Regions from separate parts of the Gossypium hirsutum genome. Here all the other regions are linked to region 1. The links are chromatin contacts, called in public Hi-C maps. All regions are on one chromosome and are shown on one strand. The core of a region is the stretch at or near the end of the contact, and the rest is flanking DNA. Distances in the headings are between cores, read along the strand shown.

Region 1 (3,346 bases), core at 465-2,964:
TTGTGAATAAAATGTATGAAATGTGTATTTTAATCTAAATTCTTGAAATAGAAAGTATGTATGAAGCATGACATGTAGAAACTTGAAATACTAAGCTTTCAAGTAAGAGATAATAAGATGTGTGTTGTAAAAAGTATTAATATTAAGGAATGAGTATGCTGTCTACACATAAATATGAGTGATTAAATTGAATATAAATAAAGGTATAATGACTATGTATGATTAAATGAAAGTAATGTAAAGAACCATGGAAAAGTAGAGAAATTTACTAAAAATAGTTTTAGACAGCAGTAGAGACTCTATTTTGAAAATTCACCAAAAAGAATAGGAAATGATTTAGAGGGTGAATCAAATATGAAACTAAAGCTTATTGAGTCTAGTTTTGCATGGAAGAAACAATGTAAGAAATGAAATTTTATATTTTGAGATATATTATTTGTTGTGGGATAAGGTCAGAATGGATTCGAGTCCTCGTATTATGAGTTTGGAAAATCATAAAAAATTTTAAATATATTATTAGGGGATTAAATTTATATGTTTAAATTATTAATGATTCTATTTTCAAGAGAATAAAATAGAAACATTATCTAAACCCCGTACTAAGAGATAATTAATTTTTAGTAAAGAAAGGTCGAAGCTGTCAAGTAGCAGAATAGGGGCAAATTTGAAGAATTTAATTTACTGGTTGGATAAAGTAAAAATTCTGAAATTTTTATGGTAAAAATATATTTGAGTCTAGTTTCAAAAACATCAAGCGAATCTTAATTTCGAAATCTTTAGCTCAAGATATAAATAATTTAGTGACTATGACACAAGTGGACAACTTTGATATGAACACATAAGTAAATAGTTGAATTATAGTTAATGTTACGTATAAACATGTCATGCTAAAAACTAAATATCCTAATATATATACATAAAGGATGAGGAGGAAAAAATAGTAGATGAATTTAAAATGTTACAAAATGGTTATAAGTGATGGAATGATTAATACATGTGAGAATGTTTAAATGAATTGATAAAATAATAAATGAATAATTGTTAATTGATTTGATTTTGGAATATTGGCTAAAATTTTATGAATAATTAAATTAATTGGAACAATTTAGAAATAAATATGAAATATACATAAAATGAGTAAACTACTTTAAAAGTGCAAGTCCTCCAATGGACTTATTTGTAAAACTTTAATAATTGTGTTATTTTTATAAATTTTGTTATATTTGATTGAATATCATATATGTTTTAATGAGATCCTTTAACTCATAAATAGTTATTTCATAAATTCAATTGTTACTAAAATGAGTAAAACGGTCTTCAATAATCAAATAATAAGATAAATCAATCTGAAATTTCTATAATTACTTTGACAAAGAATATGATATTTTGATACCTTAACCTAACAATCGGATCGAATATTGAGGTATTACATTCTAAACAGACAAACTCTTAAAATAATTCTTTATCTTAAATCATCACCAATGGTAATAAAGAAACAGTAACAATTTTAAGTTCTAGATTTTAATGAGTTCTTTGAGAATTATTTTAATTTAAGTTAGATGTATTTTGCTTCTTAATCTAGTTATTCATTGTATTGATTAATTGCAATTATATCTATTTCAACAGTGTGAATGCAATTATAATTTTTTTAAAAATAAACTCTTAGCTTAAGTTATTAGAAAAATCAAACAAGGATTGCCCAAATTTAAATTAAATATGATTTTATTTTAGAGTCTAATTTAATGATATATATAATATAAATTATTGATTTAATTCGATTTACAAAATTATATATATTTAACATCTAATTTTTTAAATATAAATAAAAAATAGTTTAAAAATATTATATTAATTAAGTTTAATAACTTATTTTAATGGTCATATTTTCCATGAAATTTTAATAATCATATTTAATATATTTTAAATATAAATATAAAAATATAAAAAAATAAATTAATTTAAAAAATAAAAAAATTTATATCAATAATCGGCATGAAAGCATAATAATTAGTATTGCCTGATACAGCTGATTCTATCAATACCAAAATCGAAGAAAGTATATTACTAGTAATTTTGTTAGGAGTACAACTACAATATAAAAAATTATTACATTCGAATCACTAATATAAAATTTTCTAAACTAGAATAATTTTATACAAAAACGATGAAATTTAAATTAAAATAAATATGGATAGAATTTTACGAAAAACAAAAATCAATCTTAGACACTTACGAATTTTAAGCCTCAACCTTTGTTAATTATTCCAATACTTAATTCTGTGATATGTAGAACGTAAATTCTCCTTCCTCCCTATAGTCTGCTACCCTAGCACGTCTCTGTCTGCTTTCTCTGGCAGAATTTAGGTTTTTTTGTTCTTTCAGTCTTTGTTCAAATCAAACGGCATGATTTGCTTTTTGATTCTCTGATTAGTATTTTGGTATACTCATTCGTAATTGGTAGGAAATTGTTAGGAAAATATGGAGGTAGAATTTGCTGGATTAACAATTAATGAGGAGGAAGATGAGATCTTGCAACTTCAAGTTGAGCAAACTGCAGAAAGGATGATGGGAGTATCTACGTTAGTGGGTTGTTTTTTGACAGCTAGTACAATCCACTTTAAGCAATGAAAAATACCATGGGCAATCTGTGGCATCCGGTAAGGGGTGTTCAAATTCGAGATTTAGGAGAAAAAAAGGTATTTGTTTCAGTTTTTTCATGTTATGGATATGGAAAGGGTGTTAAAGGGTTCTCCTTGGACTTTCAATAATCATTTATTGTTATTATATCAATTGCAGTGGGGAGAAGATCCCCTAAAAGTCCCTCTTATTTATTCTCCCTTTTGGGTTCAAATTAATAATATCCCTATTGGCTTCTATTCTGAGAACCTGGCAGCACAAATTCGAAACTTTATAGGGGTCTTCATGGAGTATGATGGCTCTAGTTTGGGGAAGGAGAACCGTAACTATATGCGTATAAGAGTCCAAGTTGACATTCGGCGTTCTTTGAAAAGAAAGAAGAGGCTTATGTTTAATGGACAATGCTTATATGTTCATTTTAGGTATGAACGTTTATCACTTTTTTGCTTTTTTTTTGCGGTAAATTAGGACATAGTGATTCTTTCTGTGAAGCAAAAATGTCGTTGGGAGTGGAAATTGCTGAGATAGGATGGGATTTATCTTTAAGAGCTCAATCTCAAAGAGCTTTGGCTATGAAAAGTGTATGGCTCCGTGAGGAAGGAGAAGGGGATTGGGGAAGAAATCGTGTGGGATGTCAAAGATCTGGGAGTACTTTAGAGGCTGCTGGAAACTCGACAGAAAATAGGAAGAACATAGATCCTGTATTAGG
Region 2 (3,346 bases), core at 458-2,957, 570 kb after region 1:
TGTACATGGAATCTATTGATGAATACGTACATCCAAATTTATATGATAGATTTTAGTGAACATTGAAATTGGGCTCAATAAGTGATTTGTCAATTTAAATCGTGATTGGCAGGAAGAGTTAGTGAATTGCATGTTTATGAATTGTTACACGTATTTGTCTAAAATACGAGTAAGTAATGGTAATTGATACATGGAAATATGAAACTATGATATATATAAAAACATGGAATATGTTTGATAAATGTGGTCATTTATAATTATAGAATGTGCACCTCAATCGCACTATATGTGTAAAGATGATGTTTCAAATGATTTGATGAGTAAAACTCAAATATGAAGTAGTTCGAAACCAAGACAAATTGTTATGAAACTGTATATGAAATACAGAGGTATGATTGTTATATGTTATATGAATATATAATGTGAAAAAGTATAAGTACAAGAGAAATTTAATGGGAATTGAGCCGATATACGTTTCTTGTTATTTACATGAAATGTACAACTGATAAATGGCATTAAGTGTAAGGCTCGGTTGAATATCCTAAATTAGTTTTTGTATGTATTAAATGTGAGTGAAGATAAAGGATCAAATGAGTGAGAAATATGGCTGGAAAATAGCCTAACTTTTGTCCACACGGGTAGACACACGAGCGTGTGTCATAACTGTGTGTGACACACGGCCTGACAACACGGGTGTGTACTAAGCCCGTGTGACCCGAGTTTCTTCATAGATGCAAGTTAGAGAGTTACATGCCTCAGAGACACGGCCAATGGAGCCACATGGCCACACCACACGGGCGTGTGACCCTTGTAAATGAGAAAAATTTTGGGATTTTGTGAAAAATTTCATACAACTCCGATTTAGTCCCGACCCGATCCTAATGCATGCTTTGGACCTCGAGGGTCCATTAAAGGAACTTTTATAATCAATCTCAGTATTTGAATGATAAATGATTTAAATTATCTGTCAGTGTTCCATACTCCTCGGTAATACATTGCACTCTATTCTGGCGACGGATATGAGTAGGGGTGTTACATGATCAAAATGAATGAACTATATAACACGAGTACTTAAATTATACATTTTTTATTTTGGGTGCATAAAATGATTTTTTTTATAGTTGGGTGCTTAAATGTGTAGTTTAGCCAAAAAATTAGTAAAATAGGGACTTAAAAGCAAAAAAAGTTAAATAAGGGCTTCAAAAATAAAAAAAAGTTAAACAAGGGCTTTAAAAAATTAAATACTTAAAACTAAAAAAAAGTTAATGCTTCAAAAGTTAAAAAAAGTAGTGAAATAAGGACTTAAAAGCAAAAATAAGTTAAATTAGGGCTTTAAAAATTTTAAAAGTGAAATAAGGACTTAAAAGAAAAAAAAGGGGGTTAAATAAGGGCTTCAAAAAAAAAAAAGAGTTGAACAAGGGCTTTAAAGAATAAGTACTTAAATAAGGGATTCAAAAATTTAAAAAAATTTGAAATAAAATGGAAAGAAAAATTATAAAAATTCTTGTCAAGAATGGGATTCGAACCCATGCCCTTTCGGACCAGTACCTGAAACTTGCGCCTTAGACCAACTCGGCCATCTTGACATCTTTGGTCGGGCGTTTTAATGGTAAACTATCTAATCACTGATATTAAATCAATTAAATTTATCCAACAAACGTCAACGACTAAGATCTTGCCATCTCAGCTCAAAAAGATTGCAACCTACGGCTCCCAAGACCTCTACATTTTTCCCACTTTATACCAATCATACTCCCTTCTTTTTACGGAAAAGTGCCCTGTGATCTTCTGCTGAAGCACAAGAGAGGAAAATAATGGAGACGGCAGGAGAATGGCTGGAGAAGGCTTTGATTGATTTGTGTAAAAAAATAGAGACGGGTTTGTATTTGGATGCTGAAATTATTTCTGGGTTAGTTTCCTATTGCGAGTTGGCTCATCCTCTTGACGCCAAAGAATATCTTGACGTAATTCTCTTTCACTCTCTTGTTATGAGTTTAGGGTTTATGGATTTCTTTTTTTTCTTTTAATTTGAAAGGGCGGATTGTTTTTGAGGGTGTCTGTTGATCTGGGATTGGGTTTAGTTGATATTAGATGTGTTGGCAACTTGCAAGATGATTTTTGATGATTCAAATTTCGATGGATAATTGATTTTTATGAATGATTATCCCTCCATTATATTATTATTATTGTAGAATTTTCACAAATTATTTTTAGAACTTTGATGTTTGAACTCGAAACATGCACTAACCATTGAGCCAAGTTCTTGGAGTCAAAATCTAACATTAAGTATCATGTCAAGTTTCCTAATCTCAGCTGCAATAGCTTTATTCTTTATCGAAGTATTAAATTTCATTTGTTTTGCAGAATATTATTGGACAAGAAGCAGGAAAAGTTGTTACCGAAGAGTACTTGCGGCGGAGAGGTCACTTAGATCTCTGCACCGGCAATGCAGCCATCCCTGCTTCGAAACTTCAAGCCTATGTCAAACCACCTTCGGGTGAAATCTCTGTCAGTGGAACGAAGAAACCATTTAAGACTCCAAAAGAGGCTGCGGGCTCTAGTTATCGGGCTGAACCAAAAAAGAATGTCATTTCTGGTAATCAGGAAAACAGAATCCCGAATGATGCTAGTGATTCAAGAAACATGCATAAAGGGAACCAAGGTAATTCTAAAAAGAAGAAAGCTGGTAAAGTTGTTTCACTTGCAGAGGCAGCCAAAGGGTCGATTGTCTTCCACCAGGGGAAACCGTGCTCGTGCCAAGCTCGCCAACACAGACTGGTCAGTAATTGTCTTTCATGTGGTAAGATAGTCTGCGAGCAGGAAGGAGAGGGGCCATGCAATTTCTGTGGTGCTCTAGTGCTTAGAGAAGGGAGCACGTATGCTGGTCTTGAAGGAAGCTTCACTCCTGTATCAGATGCTGAAGCAGCAGCTGAAGCTTACGCAAAAAGGCTTGTAGAATATGACAGAAACGCTGCAGCACGTACGACAGTTATTGATGACCAAAGTGACTACTATGAGATTGAGGGTAACAGTTGGCTATCAAAGGAGGTATATCATGTTTTTAAATCCTAACTCTTTGAGACCAGAGGTTATTACTACATGTGTTTGCTTGAAAGTCACTTGCACTGCATGTTTTTTTCTTCTCAGGAGAAGGAATTTCTGAAGAAGAAACAAGAGGAGATTGAAGAAGCTGAACGTTTGAAACGAAGTAAAGTGTTTGTGACTTTTGATTTAGTGGGACGCAAGGTATTAGCTCTTTCCAATGACCTGATTTCTGCTTACATTTCACTAATAAAATTTCAAACACGTATTAGCCGTTTCACTTGCACTGAATCTTCCTTCCTTC
Region 3 (3,346 bases), core at 381-2,880, 530 kb after region 1:
GCTTAAAAATGCAACACCAAAATATATAAATGCCATAAAAAAGAGCACTGATAACATCAGTATCCATAACTTTGAGAGTGCAATTCAATTTGGAACTTTAGGGTCAGATATATAATCAAAACAAAGCAGTTCTGATCCTACCAAAGAGTTTAATCCAAATTCAACTCCATTTTTAACTACTACTACCACTTCAGTTTCTTGACTTACCACCTTTTCCACGGCCTCGTCCACCTCCTTTCCCACCACGTCCTCTCCAACCGCCACCGCCACCCGATGCCCTGTTTGAATCGCTTTTTCCCTTCAAATCTTCAGGTAGGGGAAGTATATGATCAATACACTTCCGGAAGCTAAAGTCATCCATAGTTTCATCATCCCTAATCACAAAGAAACATTTACTCTTCCACTGTGGATGAATACGGATTTGGAAAGCTTTGACCCCTCCACCAATCTTTCTCTCAGGCTCTAGATGACCTTTTTTAAGCAAATCCAGCAATACCATATGTTCATACTGCAACACAAAGCCAAAAATGATCGCAATATGAAACAAAAATTCAAATATTTCAGTGCCTAAGGATCAAATTTGACAATATAAGATAAAAGCAATGAACCTTATGTGCATTTTCTATCATTCCTACAAAGCAGCCTTTCCTCAAACTAAACAATATTAAAACGCCAATCTATATTACTTAGACTCAAGTGCGAGTATCAGATTTTGATATACATATGACACAGGGTATTTTCAATTTTACTTCTATGTTTTCCCATAGAGTAATGTTATACTTGGCTTCTAATAAACAATTACAACATCAAGCTTCATGAAACTAAAAAGTTTACACCTTTATGCCAGTGCAATCATCTACTATCTTCATTCACCATCAAAACTATAATTGTAATGCTACTACTGATACAAACAAAAAATAAAAAAATTTCTTCTTCTACATAAAATAGATCATCAACTACCAATGAGAACTAACAGCGAAACCAAAAAAAACAAAAAGAAGAAGAAGAAGAAGATAATTTAATTAGTACCTTGTTAAAGTTCAGTTGAGTACCCCAATGATGAAGCAAATAGCAAAAGTAATCCAACATCTCCGAAGACGACCCGAACTCCTTCGGACCGAGCCGTACACGACCCGACTCTGGTGACTCATCTGACTTCTTCTCCAGCCTTTCTTCCTCTACGGACTTCTCCAGTTTCTGCTTTTTGGAAACGTCTTCGGCTTCTTCGCCGTCTTCCTCTCTCCCGCGCTTCGATTTGGAGTCACCGTTGGCGTCGTCCCCGGCATTAGGGTTTTGGGCGGAGGAGTCAAGGTTTTCGAGATCCATGTCTTCAGATGGTGAGTTGGCCTCGGCGGGCTCCGGCGACGGCTCTTTATCCGCCATTGAGGAAGATAAGATTTCAAACCCTAGAACGTTTGGCGGCAGTGGAGGAGTTTGCACAGAGGTTTTGTTTAGTTTTTCATGGGTAGAAAAAGAGGCTTTATACCTTGCTTCCTTAATAATTACAAGTGTGCTAAATCCCACTCGGCCACTACGCTAGACGGTTTTGATAATTTTTTGGGATAATGTCATGAATGGCCCAGTCTTTTAGGGTTTGTTTTAATGTGATATCTCTATTTTTAAAATATCCAATTTGATACCTAAATTTTGTTGATGTGACTGTATAATTCAATGACTTGTTAATAAACCGGTTGGTATGGATAGTTTAATAAACCGGTTGGTTTTATTTTTGGTATCTATCAGAAGACCTTACAAGATTAGATAGATTCCCACCTAGGTTCCCGGCTTTGGTTGCTTGGCCGGGATAGAACCAGCGGTTAGTAAGCGGCGGCCTTGTATAGGTTGGAGCTATGAAGCTTTTTGTGTCCATATTAAATATATATCATATTTGTGTAGTTCATAATTTGCTTTCTGCAACACAAAATATTGTGTAATGTTAAAGGCATTAAGAATAATTTGTTTTGGTGCAAAGTGGATCAATATTCACAGTCATCTAAAATCGATTAGTTCCACTTGAACACAATCAGGTTCAGGTGAATATCTCCACCCATATTTGATGAAAGACTCAAAAATTTGATACAGCCTCGCCATACTTGTCTGCACCTCTGCTTTCGTTCAGTGTGCCGAAATTGATGGCATTCCAACAGTTGAAGACTCGAATTTCTTCTCAAATCACCAGTAATCTTTGCAAGAACAAGCGCCATCATCGAATGAGTGAAACCGACTTCGATCTCTGACAACAAGTTTTAATCCATAAACCTTAGAGATCAACTTCATAACAGTATGACAATCTCTGCATATTCTCAGATTCTTTACTATTCTTATAACCCTCCCCTTACAAAGCCTTGAGATCCCGAAAGCTACAGCAAGCTTCTCGCTGTGTTTGGATACCGAATCTTCCTTTTCTTCCTCATCTACATCGTGCAACACACTTGCAACTTCAGGAACATAACCTCCCTCAAGCCTAAGCCTTTTAATTATCTCCTTAAGCTTCTCGTAAGCCTCTGCTGTAGTCTTATTCGTTTTTTCCCCTGCCACAAACCTATACATTGTCCTGTCAACTTCGATCATACTCCAACCAGGTGTTTTCTTAATCTTCTGATCTGTCATTGACTGCCTCACAGTGGCGACATCCTTCCATTTCCCTGCAACTGCATAAATATTTGACAGCAGCACATTATCACTCGAATCATCAGGTTCTAGATCAAAAAGTCTCGCCTTTACTTGCTCTGCCAACTCAACATTCCCATGAATGCCGCAAGCACCAAGAAGAGTTCGCCAAATTATAGCATTAGGCGTTATTGGCATTTGACATACAAAGTCATAAGCCTTCTGCAGGTAACCAGCTCGACCATACAAATCAACCATGCAGCCATAGTGCTCAACTGTAGGTTCGATATCATACACATCCTTCATCGTAGAAAAATAGTTACATCCTTGTTCAATCAACCCGGCATGACTACAAGCGTATAGGAGTGAAACAAAGGTAATCCAATCTGGCCTAATTCCGCATCCTTCCATCTCATGGAAAACCCGTATCGCCTCTTCCGCATAACCGTGCATTGCAAGCCCCTCTATCATTGATGTCCAAGAAACAACACTTTTATGTAGCATACTCCGAAAAACTAATCGAGCCATCCCTACATTCCCACACCTTGCATACATATCCACAAGTGCATTGTTCACGGTAGGAATCCAATTAAACCCAGATTTCTCAATAAATCCATGTAAGATTTTACCAAACTCAGATGCCCCAACTTGTGCGCAGCCTGAGAGCACCCCAGTCAAGCTAACCTCATTCGGTCTCAACCCTATCATTCGCAACTCCCTAAAGTACGCAAAAGCC

Evidence for each region. Hi-C and Micro-C count contacts between places; a contact is called where the count stands out from the background.
Region 2: a contact with region 1 is called in a Hi-C map of leaf, with 2.6 times the contacts expected there. The contact joins the promoter of LOC107886139 here to the promoter of LOC121203592 in region 1. A contact is called at or near these places in 3 of 34 Hi-C or Micro-C datasets (all in leaf).
Region 3: a Hi-C map of leaf shows a contact between it and region 1, with 2.6 times the contacts expected there. The contact joins the promoter of LOC107886142 here to the promoter of LOC121203592 in region 1. A contact is called at or near these places in 9 of 34 Hi-C or Micro-C datasets (callus, hypocotyl, leaf and 1 more).

The regions. Positions count from the first base shown.
Region 1 is chrA03:18,485,330-18,488,675 of Gossypium_hirsutum_v2.1, reverse strand. It overlaps LOC121203592 (transcription factor MYB34), which reads right to left and starts at 1,714. Exons shown (of 3, transcript XM_041096780.1): 1 at 1-1,714. LOC121219118 (a long non-coding RNA gene) reads right to left here. Exons shown (of 3, transcript XR_005915840.1): 3 at 2,048-3,346.
Region 2 is chrA03:17,917,081-17,920,426 of Gossypium_hirsutum_v2.1, reverse strand. LOC107886139 (activating signal cointegrator 1) reads left to right here and starts at 1,707. Exons shown (of 4, transcript XM_016809983.2): 1 at 1,707-1,964; 2 at 2,365-3,048; 3 at 3,148-3,246. The coding sequence starts at 1,815. TRNAL-CAG (transfer RNA leucine (anticodon CAG)) reads right to left here and starts at 1,586; the gene lies at 1,506-1,586.
Region 3 is chrA03:17,955,893-17,959,238 of Gossypium_hirsutum_v2.1, reverse strand. It overlaps LOC107886142 (protein EMBRYO DEFECTIVE 514), which reads right to left and starts at 1,630. Exons shown (of 2, transcript XM_016809989.2): 1 at 1,030-1,630; 2 at 10-508. The coding sequence starts at 1,383. The coding sequence ends at 191. It overlaps LOC107886141 (pentatricopeptide repeat-containing protein At1g74630), which reads right to left. Exons shown (of 1, transcript XM_016809987.2): 1 at 1,960-3,346. The coding sequence ends at 2,173.